2 separate regions of the Gossypium arboreum genome follow, and region 2 is linked to region 1. A link is a contact called in public Hi-C data. All regions are on one chromosome and are shown on one strand. The core of a region is the stretch at or near the end of the contact, and the rest is flanking DNA. Distances in the headings are between cores, read along the strand shown. Region 1 holds the start of LOC108486475 (zinc finger BED domain-containing protein DAYSLEEPER-like). Region 2 holds the start of LOC108464958 (magnesium transporter MRS2-1).

Evidence for each region. Hi-C and Micro-C count contacts between places; a contact is called where the count stands out from the background.
Region 2: a contact with region 1 is called in a Hi-C map of leaf, with 4 times the contacts expected there. The contact joins the promoter of LOC108464958 here to the promoter of LOC108486475 in region 1. A contact is called at or near these places in 2 of 5 Hi-C or Micro-C datasets (both in leaf).

The regions. Positions count from the first base shown.
Region 1 is chr6:75,377,031-75,382,814 of ASM2569848v2, reverse strand. LOC108486475 (zinc finger BED domain-containing protein DAYSLEEPER-like) reads left to right here and starts at 2,723. Exons shown (of 2, transcript XM_017790540.2): 1 at 2,723-3,167; 2 at 4,703-5,784. The coding sequence starts at 4,717.
Region 2 is chr6:75,716,230-75,721,999 of ASM2569848v2, reverse strand. It overlaps LOC108464958 (magnesium transporter MRS2-1), which reads right to left and starts at 2,755. Exons shown (of 7, transcript XM_017765237.2): 1 at 2,459-2,755; 2 at 2,277-2,373; 3 at 1,148-1,744. The coding sequence starts at 1,735.

The sequences.
Region 1 (5,784 bases), core at 1,474-3,973:
TTTTATTGGGTTTACACCATTTGATTTATGATATTAAACTCAATTATCCTTCGGTATAAAAGTCTCAACCAAATATTTTATTTGGGTAGAATAAAAATTTATTTATATTAATAAAAATACTTTTTAATAGTTATTGATTAATTATTTAATAATTTGATATTTTCTAGAATTTTATGAAAGTTTTGCATAATTATAAATATATATTTTTAATAATTTTAAATAATAAATTATAATTTTTATATTTTAAATAATATTTTAATTTCATTTAGAATTGCAGTTTGAAAAAAAGTGTAAAACTAATATTTTAGCTATAGTTTAAAACAATACAGTCAGTTTTGCACCGATTTAATTATTCCAATCAATGCACACCATTTCAGTAGTAAACCAAAACGATCAATTCATTTTTTCACATTGATAAAATTTTTAGTTTGTAAAATTGTATTGGCTCATTGCGTCCAATTCCAATTTTATCGGTCAGAGTATCATGTAACATCTGGTGCATAAATAATAATAATAACTATTTAAATTTACTACTTCTTTTACCATTATAGTAATAAATAATAATAAAAACTAACTTGTTAGAGTTTATTGACTTTAAAATTAATAAATAATAAAAATGAAATTTTATATATTAAAAAGTAAAATATTTAAAAATATAAAGAAATATAAATTTCATAAAAAATTATAAAAATTATCGTATCAAAAAACATTTTATAATTTTTCTATAACTTTTATTGATTTTTATTTTTATCATTTTTCATACATGTCACGTTGTGTTATGACACATGATAACTTTAATTAAAAAACTAGGAGTTGTTAACTTTAACGATCAACAGCTAAAGTTAATTGATAAAGGACTTTTGATGCATTTTATAAATTTTTATGATTTTTATAAAATTTTATAATTTTTAATTTTTCCGATTTTTATAAATTTTTTATAATTTTTAATAAATTTCAAAATTTTTATATTCTTATTAAAATTTAATAAATTTTCTAAAATTTATTTTTTTACAGTTTTTTCTAATTTTTATAAGAGCAAGGGCTTAATTGCTATTTTGAAAAATTTTGAGAATCTTTTAAAGTATTTTAAAAGTTCAAGTACTCAAATTGAGAGAAAAAACAGACTTAATTGCTTTTTTAAAAAGTTTAAAAATCTTTTGATATATTTTGAAAATTTAATTGCTCAGTTGAGTGAAAAAGGACTTAAATAGTTTTTTTTAAAATTTGAGAATTTACTACACCAGTAAGCCTTTTATATATTTTGTATGTGCTATGATTTTTTATTTTTTTGAATTTGTTAAAGGATGAAATTTTATTTGTTAATTTATTGAATGATATTTTATATAATTGATTAATATTTTTATATTTGAAATTTATTTAATTTTATATTTTTAAATATTTTTAAAAATTTGATAAATACAAAACGATATAATACCTGCACATATAAAATTCTAATAAAAAACTGATGCATCTACCGGTTCGATATTGACTAGCTTAGAGGTAGAATTAGCTATTCACCTTAAGTTAATGTCAATGATATTTAAACCAAATTGGATCCCTCGGTTGATTTGAGAATGGTCCGATCACTAGAAAAAACCGTTTGAACCGTGAACTAAGAAATCGGTAAAAATCCTGTCCGACCGGTTCTTTCGTCTGCGCAAGCCGATCAAAACAAACAACCTGAGACCCACACCCACCCGGGCAACCACCACTCTCGTCACTCGTCCATCCGGCCTCTCTGACTCTCTCAACCTCTCTTCACTCTTTAGTCTCCAATCTCCCTCTTTCAGCCTCCAGTTCAGCTGCCTTTAGCCATCTGCTTCTTCGACGACCATCGCAGCTGAAAAATGAGGAAGTCAGAAAGATTGGTTTGGTGATAAAGGACAAGTGAGAATTGAAAGGAGTTAGCGATAATAATTTTTTAGGTTTTCTTACTTTATGTTGGTTATGTCCTATGACTTAAAAGACGGTGGGCTAATTTAAATTAAACTTAAAAGCATAGGCCAAAGTTTATTTGAGGTTTTTTTTATTTTTTTAATTATTATGATTTTATATTATTAAACAGTAAATCAATTAAACTAAAATTAATAATTTGATTAATTTGACTATTAATCTAATTTTAAAATATTGATTTACGTACCACTTTATCATCTTGTTAATGAGCGATTAACTAAAATGTTACAAATCGAAAACATGTATCATCATATTATAATTTAATTTTTTATAGTTGAAATTTGTTGATTGTTTTAATGATTAAATGTGTAATTTATTATAAGTAAGATGCATTTTATTTAACTAATTTATAATAGCACTATAATATTTAAATAAGAATTTATGGATATTGAATGAATTAGAGGTGGATTCGGTTGTTGAATTCTTTACTTTAAAAATTTAATTAGAAAACGTGATTGTAAGAAATATATTTTTTATCATTTCCTAATTAAGTTCAGTCGGGCGTGTTATAACCGTATATAGATAGATAAAAATGCATTGATGAATCATGATTAGAGTAAGGTTCGGTCTAATTTTGATTTTTGAATTTTCTAAGAAAATTAAAATATAATTGTTTAACCTACCCGTGAGTCATGAGAACCGTAAGCCGAGATGAATAGGTAAAAGGAACGGTCAAGATTAAACCAAGTGGGTGGCTGATGAAAAATACTATGGAACCGCCTTCACAGAATGAATAAAAAAAGGAAAATTAAATTTGGACCTTGAGAGAGTCAGTCAGTCCATATCCAATTACGATTTTTTCTCTTTTTCTTTTCTCATAAATGCCCCTTTCGCCCCCCTGACTCTCATTCAAAAGGCCTAAACTCGAGATCTTTTTGATTATATATAGTTTTAGCCCTAGCTACCCCAGCTCAGGTCCAATTCCAATTTAGGGTTTTGTTTTTCTCTCCCTCGCTCGAACAGCGAACAAACAAACAAACAAAAGCTTTAAACTTCAAAGCTCTGAACCTTTTTTTTTGCCTTTGGGTGCTTCAGCCCAATTAACCGACTTTGTTCTCCTCCTTCATCTTCCTCCTTTGCGCTTCCCTCTGTTACCGGAAATTCAAATATATTATTTTTTTAATTCCTTCGGTCTCCGGGTGAAAACAAGCCTCTAAATCGGTGAAACTGTTGTTTTGGATCTGCTTTCAGGGTTTTGTTGGTGATACAACGAGGTATCAACTATTTTTTTAATCCTCGATTTATATGTTGGGTTTTGTTTATTTATGTCTAATTTTGCAATTTTAGAGTTTGTTTTCAGTTTTTTGGATCTGGTATTTATTGAGTATTTATTTTTGTGAGGCTTTTTTTTAAAATTTTATTCTTGGCGTTAATCAAAATTATGTTTCTTAGTGGTTTTATATTGGCTTACGTTAATCAAAATTATGTTTCTTGGTTGTTTTCATATTTGGCTTATGTTTTGCTTCATGTGCATCTTCTAATCAGTTTTTCGCCTTTTTTTATCCACATAATTTATTTCACTGTAATTGCTTTTCTTATGGGCTTCTTAGTGTGTGAGACTGATAGTTATTTCCTTTTTTGTGTTGCAATGGGGTTTCATTGAAAATTTTTTCTTGGTAGAACTCATAGGATGAGTGTGGTAGGATTTATTTTTCTCATTACATCCTCTGAGAAGCAGTCGTTTTCTGTTTCCTGTTTTCGTGGGTTCTCGTTTCTCAATTTATAAATGGTCAAACGACGGTTTTTTCCAGCACAAAGTCCATGTGGAAGGTAGAGATTTGGTTTTTGTTGGACTTGAGTGGTAAGGAGTTCAATGTTCCTTAATTTCGATCTTGTGTGGAGAAAGTAGGTGCTAACAAAGCTTTCCTCCCATTTAGGTGCTCCGGAAGAGCTTGATACTGGGGGTCTTAGGCAATAAATAGATAAATAAGAGATTTGGTTTTTGTGTCTTTGGGTTGGGGACCTGTGGATTTTCACTTCAGCTGAAGGCACTTTAGTCAAGTTGCTTATGCATATCCACTGGGCTTTTTGGTCCATAATGATAAGGTTAGCTCATCAATCTGGGCATGCCCACATTTTTAGGTATATAAAAGTTGGGTTTGATCCTGCCAATTAGCAAGATATATGGGAGCAGTGTTTTTTATTTTTTGGTTTATTTAAGTTGTCTTTCATGTCCAGATGTGGGAATAAATTGGTCTTTAGACTTTGCAGCTTTGAGTTACCAAGTCTAGTTAATGTGTTTATCAAGTTCCAACTGTTATTTTTCTGGCTAAAACGCATCTGCTTTTGTTTACCGTAGACTCTTGAAGGCTTTTTGAATTCTAGGCTTGGCTTAGAATCATTTCAAGTTTGTCTTTTAACCTGAATGTTGTAGTTTTAATGTTCACTGTAAAGCCAGCTTCTCTGCATACCTTTTAATATTCAATTGCTCAGTCTTTTAAGCCATCTCTTCAAATTTGTCTGGTTACTAATATCTATCTGAGGATCATAAAAATTAGTTAACTCCTGCTCTTGTTTGTTATTTTGTAAATTTGAATAACTATTGTCTCGTAGATAATGGAAACATTCTAAGAAGCTTGTCATTATTCTATGAGTTTTGAATCTACTGTGAATATCTAAACTTGCCTTTGGGTATCATCAATAGTAGTATTCTCTTCTACTACAATATGCTGTCTTCATGGTGTCTGTCTTGTGTTTTTTTCATTGACTTTTGAGAACTTTATCATCTGCTGTCTCGTCTTCATTGCAGGACGGTACATTGAGATGGAGACTGCAATCATTCCGGTTACACCTATTACTCCTACAGACAACAATGACCTTGTTAGTTCCGAAGTACAGCCCAATAAACGCAGGAGGAAGAAGTCTATTGTCTGGGATCATTTCACTGTGGAGACTGTAGGAGATGGATGTATCAGGGCCTGCTGTAATCAATGCAAGAAATCTTTTGCTTACATTACTGGTTCAAAGCTAGCTGGAACTAGCCACCTCAAGAGACACATTGCCTTAGGAATCTGCCCGGTAAGCCGTCAGAGGAATCAACAGGCATCAGACACTAAAACTGCTACATACGAACCAAGAAAAAGACAACGGGCAACTCCTGGATTTGCTAACATCCCTTTTAACCAGGAACGCTGCAACCATGAGATCGCTAAGATGATTATAATGCACGAGTATCCCCTCCACATTGTGGAACACCCTGGCTTTATTGATTTTGCACGGACTCTTCAACCTCAGTTTAATATGGTGAGTTTCAATACCATTCAAGGAGATTGTGTTGCCATGTACCTGAATGAGAAGCAAAGGCTTCTCAATTTTATCAATGAAATTCCAGGAAGGATAAGCCTTACGTTAGATTTACGTATTTCAAATCAAACTGTGGGCTATGTTTTCATAACAGGACAGTTTATTGATATGGAATGGAATTTGCACCGCTGCCTGCTTAATGTAGTCATGGTACCTTCTCCTGATTCAGACTGTGCCTTACAGCAAGCTGTTGTGTCTTGCCTATCAGATTGGCAATTGGAGAATCGGCTATTTACACTTGGTTTTGATCAGTTCTTCTCAAATGTTAACATAAATCAAAACCTAAGAGCTCTATTTTCTGTGAGGAACCCTTATATGCTGCATGGTCAGTTCTTGATTGGAAATTGCTTTGCTCGTATTATAAGTCTTCTTGCACAAGAAGCACTATGGTCTGTGGGGGAAACAGTGAAGAAAATACGGGATAGTGTTAAGTTTGTGAAAACTTCAGATACTCATGAAGAGACATTTTTTGGACTGAAGGAACAACTTAAAGTCCCCAGCATGAAAGACATATTCATTGATGACCAA
Region 2 (5,770 bases), core at 1,506-4,005, 340 kb before region 1:
CCCAATTTTTGAAGCTAAGGATATTCAAATTGATTAGCATTATGGTGCATCAACAAGACATTCGCTTGAAGCATGGTTAGGTTCACATATTGATTTTGATATGGTGGACGTTGCAATTAAATATATTTGCTCCTATGAAGCTGATAAAGCTATTCTTGTTTCCCACATAGGCGGGGATGACACTTCTAAGCTCCTTGACAAGATTAAAGTAAACATTTATGAGAATCGTAGCAAGTTTCTGATCTCTCCTCTACATGGTTTTACCATCATTAACCAACAAGAAATATCTAACTGTGCACCACCTAAGAAATGAAAATGAAAGTAACATCTCCAAAAATGATGTTGAAAATTCAGATAATAGGCAGCAGCTTCCTAAAGCTAAAACAAAGGTTATTTAAGATGTGGTTGATGTTAAGGCAACTAAGTTTAAATGGGGTAATTGATATTAGAGATTTTTGCTGAAACAGCCAGTGGAAGTTCTTGGATGGCGTAAGAAGAGCTACAAGGAGCTTATCAAGAAATTTATGTTGAAGTGGTGAAGCTTTTCTTACCGCTGTCAATTTTCCAAGCCAGGTTAGATATATTAAAACAGCTAAGAGGTTAGTAGTTATCTTAAGGGTTTAAAGAAAGGGCTAGAAATAAAACTTTATTTGCAAAAAGGCCTAGTAACTTTATTTGCAAGAAAAAAAGCCTATATAAATAAGTTGTCAGCTTTACAACTATTATTATTCCTATTATTTTTCTTTGATTTAATATAAAGAAATTAGAGGTTTTTTAAACCCTAAATTTTCTAGAGTTTCACCTTCTTTCTTACTTGTTTGTTTAGCCCTAATTCTTCCTATTGCTTCTATTTTCTCCCCTAAACCACATCAGAAAAACTCAGCCAAAATCAAGTAACAAGAACATGCAACATTTTTCATGACTTGCTGTTATATGTGTTATTTATTTTCCTTAATTTTTACATAGCTCAACATCCCCAACAATCAAAATATAAATCTGCAATTGATGGATCTTCCAACCACTTTTTTAGTTTTTAATATATTTTTAAATGTCAACAAGGTGAATGATTCTTGGGTGAATGATTTTAGGTTTATCATCCCAAGTCTAATTCAAATGCAATAAGGTGTTTTAGGCCACTTTCACACACCTGTGAATCAAGGAATGTACAGGCAGCTTCCAAAGCAACTTCCAGAGCCCTAAACTCAAAGGGCAAATAATCAGGGGATGTGCTCCCGTATACATTGTCAAAACCCCTACTGCTTCTTCTTCTGTTCAACTCGGGACCCTCTGATTGCCATACCTCACCTACTCCACTTGTAAGTCGCCTTTGTAACTCCACAACATAATGCAAAACATAGCTATCAAGGGAATTCAAGAGTAGAACCTCGTCGGCAGTGATAATACACCTTATCTGCTCTAAATTTACAACAATAGCCTTCTCTCTACCGAGGATTGTCGAGGGGTAAACAAACAATGGGTCAAGAAGCCGTAGGTCTCGGGCTGGTAGATCACATCGACGCATCATAGTGAACTTGTCAACCTCGATTATTTGCGAATTCCCAGATGTATCAACACGGATCCAAGATCTGAGTCCTTGGCCCCGCTTCTTTAACCCCGATAAATCCATGCCTTGGAAAGGCTGGCGTCCAGAGGCAGATGGCCGATAGGAAGCATCTCTAATGTTTATAGCCGACTGAGGTTTCGGTGGAAGCAAACGCTCTTTTAGGTCTGCCATCACAGAATACTGAAACAAATAACAAAACCAGTTAACGACAACACTGTATAATCCAGTTCTGAAGGGGGGGGGGGGGGCGGAAACAGAAAAAGTGGCTTTAGGTCTCAACTCTCAAGAAGCTCACTTTTCCAACAAAGTCTAAAAGCTACTCAAATATTGTAATCCAACTATCAAATCCAAGAACTTTTTACTTCAAAGCCTGAATACAATTCCATAACTAGATTAACCATGTTCATTAATGCATCAGAAACCAAAGCAACTTCCTTTTTTTTTTTTTGCAGCCTGAGATCGAAAATCTATCAAACGCATGAATAATTCAGCATGCGAGGTACAAAATTCAGCATCAGGATATCGCCTAAAAATGCTACCTAAAAATTGGCCTAGTTCCTTCCACAGCCTTATAATTATACTAAATAGAACAATAATAATATAAAGAAAACTGAAAATAAAGAGCAAAATCTATTTAAATTCCAACTCAAGCATAATAAATAAACAAAACAGTAACAAAAGAGTATATATTATTTCAAGGAGACTAGCTTACCTCGAATCAATAAAACTAAGATTTAACTCTCAGATAAGCGTGAAGAAGATATAATCACAGCCTCTGATTAAATAAGCTAATATCGACACATCAAAAACTGCAAAAAATAATTGGATTAATAAATTAAATTATAACAACATAAAGAAAATAGGGAAAAGGAAACCCTAGATTTGGAAAAGTACCTTGGCAGCAGCGGATGATTGAGAACAGGAGGATTTAGTGAGGAAGAGAACTCCTGGATCAAATACGAAATTTTTTACGTGTTTAAAAAAAAAAATAAAATAAAATAAAATAGTTTAAAAAATTTACGAAAGGCGGTGTAAGTTTTACTCAATTAGCTAAGACGAGAATCTTAATTAAGAATCTATGATTGAAATTTTTGATGTTAAAAAAGGATTTCTGATGCGGAGAGCCTTTTTTTTCTTGGTTGCTTTTATTAGTTTTGTCGGCTCCTGAGTCGTCGTGACCCTGAGGTTCTTTAAAAGAAAATTTTTAATTACTAGTAAACCAATAAAATGGTTTATTTTAATCACTATGCTATTAAACCATAAATAGCGTGGATTTTAAAATAATAAATTAAAACTGTGAGCCCCACCGTCTTATCATTTTTTTTCTTCCTCATCCTTTCTTCCCCTCCAAATCTCAGCCCGATTTTACAATAAGGCATAAAAAGTCCATTTTCATTTTCCAAACAGCTTATTCAATCTCCTTTAGAATTTGGATATTACTAGCACTGACTCACTCCCCAAATTTTTTTTTTTTTTTTGCATCAACTCAACTCAACAGTTGCTTGTATATATCATTATAAACTCTCGAATACCGGATAAAAGTTGTATAGGATCAAAACTCTGAGCTGATTTTTTTTTAATTATAAAGTTCAACAAGTTTTTTTTGTTAACTCGATGGATTTTCCATAGTTGAGTAGAGATGAAGCTGTTGTCGTATCCCAAATCCTCCAATTGTGCAGGCCGGATAATCTTTTCCTTGCAATCCATCTCCTAAAACCCCCCAAACCCAAACACCCTCTTCCCTAAACCTTTACTGTAATCTTGCCTCTTGAAAGCATGCACATACCTTCAATCTTTTCCTCACGGCCCATCTTAAATCTGCTCACCACATGGATCGTTCTATAGATATCAATTTATTTGTTCTCTACTTTAAGCTGTGTACTGATTTTAGAGAAACTCGGAGAGTTTTTGATTTGGTGCTTGTAAAATAAGATAATTCGTGTATTTTGATGGTTTCGGAGTATATTAAAGTGGGAAGACCAGAGAGTTCACTTCAACTGTTTTTTGAATTACTGAGGTTAGGAGCTGAGCCTAGTAGGTTCACTCTATCTGCTGTGATCAAGGCTTGTTCGGTTTTAGGGAAGTTGAGGATGGGATGCTGCTTTTATGCCATTGTTATGAAACATGGGTTTCATTCGGATAATGTAATTTTGATTGCGTTGATTGAGTTTTATGGGAGGAACGGGCAGTCGAATGAGACGTGCCAGTTGTTCGATGAATTGCGTGAACTGGGTGCAATTTGTTTGGTTTGTGTAAGGAAATGTTGAGGTTTTTGTATTTGATATTTCCCTACCCACAGTTGAACTCTCTATTTGGCTACCAGGATCCACCAAGTAGCATATCGGGTGAAGACTGTGAATCAACCTCCTTCACTACGATCCCCTCTACTTCCGTAGAGTATGAATCAAACCAATCAAGATAATTCTTTCTAATCAAAGAACTCCCCGAAGTCATCAAACCTACTAGTCCCGATTCTCAATAATTTCATGTCTGAAAATGGTTAGTCTTTTTTACCCTTCCTTATTTAACATGGGTATCTAATATGTTGAGTCACTTCGTTCAAAAATACAATTTAAGGGGACAAATTTGTATTAGCATTCGCAACTACATTTTTTTGCTATTAATTTTTATGTATAATTATTTAATAATTAAAATATAGATATATATGATTTGAAATATGAATAAAATGATAATTGCATTGTGCTTCCAATTTTTAATAAATAATACCTAACATATCAAAATCCAAAAATTAGTATGCTTTTCTACTATTTGAAAAAAACCAAAATTAAAATATAATTTTGCATATAGTAACCATATGATATAAAAAAAGAAGAAGAAGGAGAAATCATTCACCTATCTAAACAAGTTGGACTTTTAAATTGTAATCTCCTTTCTTTCATGTCACAAAAATCATTTATAATTGAATCATCATCAAAGTTCTATACAATTTCTTTTTCAATATATATGATCAAGTAACTTCCTAAATAATCATCTTCTATTTTATTTCCAAGTTTTGTTTTCACAATCTTTATAGCAGAAAATGAAACTCAATAGTGGTAGTTAAAATAGGAAGAGAAACAAAAGTCAAATTAATTTATCAACAAGTGAGTAAATGACTGACTTTCTTGTCTTCATAAACTCTTGGCATAATACAAGAATTAAGGACAAATTCTACAAATTTGTATGTTGACGAATATCAAGCTCAAAGTGTTCTAATTGAGATCTCAAATGCAACATCTCAAAGTTGTATGTTGACAAATTTTCTTCTTCTTCTTCTTCTTCTTCTTCTCTTACAATTTGTTAATTGCTTTCTTCCACTACTCTTTTTTCTTTTTCTTTTTTAAGTTTGTTCTAGGATTTTTTTTTAATTTTATGGGTAAATTTTTTTCTTTAGTTGTTATTTATTTAAAAAGAAATTGATGATTTTTTTTATTGTAGCTTCCTTTGAAAGTTTTAAAATTTTGAAACTTCTAAAAAAAGATATTTTTGAAGAGGTAAATATATATATATTAAACTTTAAAAGCGGTTGGTGTTTTTTTTGGGTCTAGGGAGAGAGGGAAAATATAAAATTTTAAGGGGTTTAATGTAATAAAGTTCATTTTAAATGGGGTGCTATGTAAATTTCTAAAAAGTTAGGGGTGTAACAGCTCGTTTTTAAGGTTAATCAGAACAGTGGTTTTGAGACCACAAACCGACATCAAAAAATTTATTTTATTATTATTTTAATATTTACAGCATGATATTATAGTTTTGTGAAATTTTCGTAAAGAAATTTTATCGTTTAAGTTGTTAATTCGGTAAAAAGGACTTAATCGCGTAAAAATGCAAAAGTTGCATTCTATTTATTAAAGGTGTCAATTGGCTTTGGATTTTAAATATGATGGCCTTAAATGACAATTATACCATTAATATGTTAGTGGATGTTAATGGTTTGGCATGAAGGAAATTATGCATTATTTTAAAGGTTAAAAAGGTAAATGGCAAGTAAATGATACATTAAATAAAACCAAAAACCATGATTTTAGTCCATTTTCCTTCATATAGCCGAATGTAAGAAAAGAAAAACATCAATGGTTGCAAAATGAGGTTCGGCAATTGCATGTTAAATTGGTAAGTCATTTTGGACTCGATTTTTGATAATTTTTACGTTTTTGAGGTCGTTGCTTCGAGTACTAACTGACTCATGCTTAAATTTTTTATTTTGAT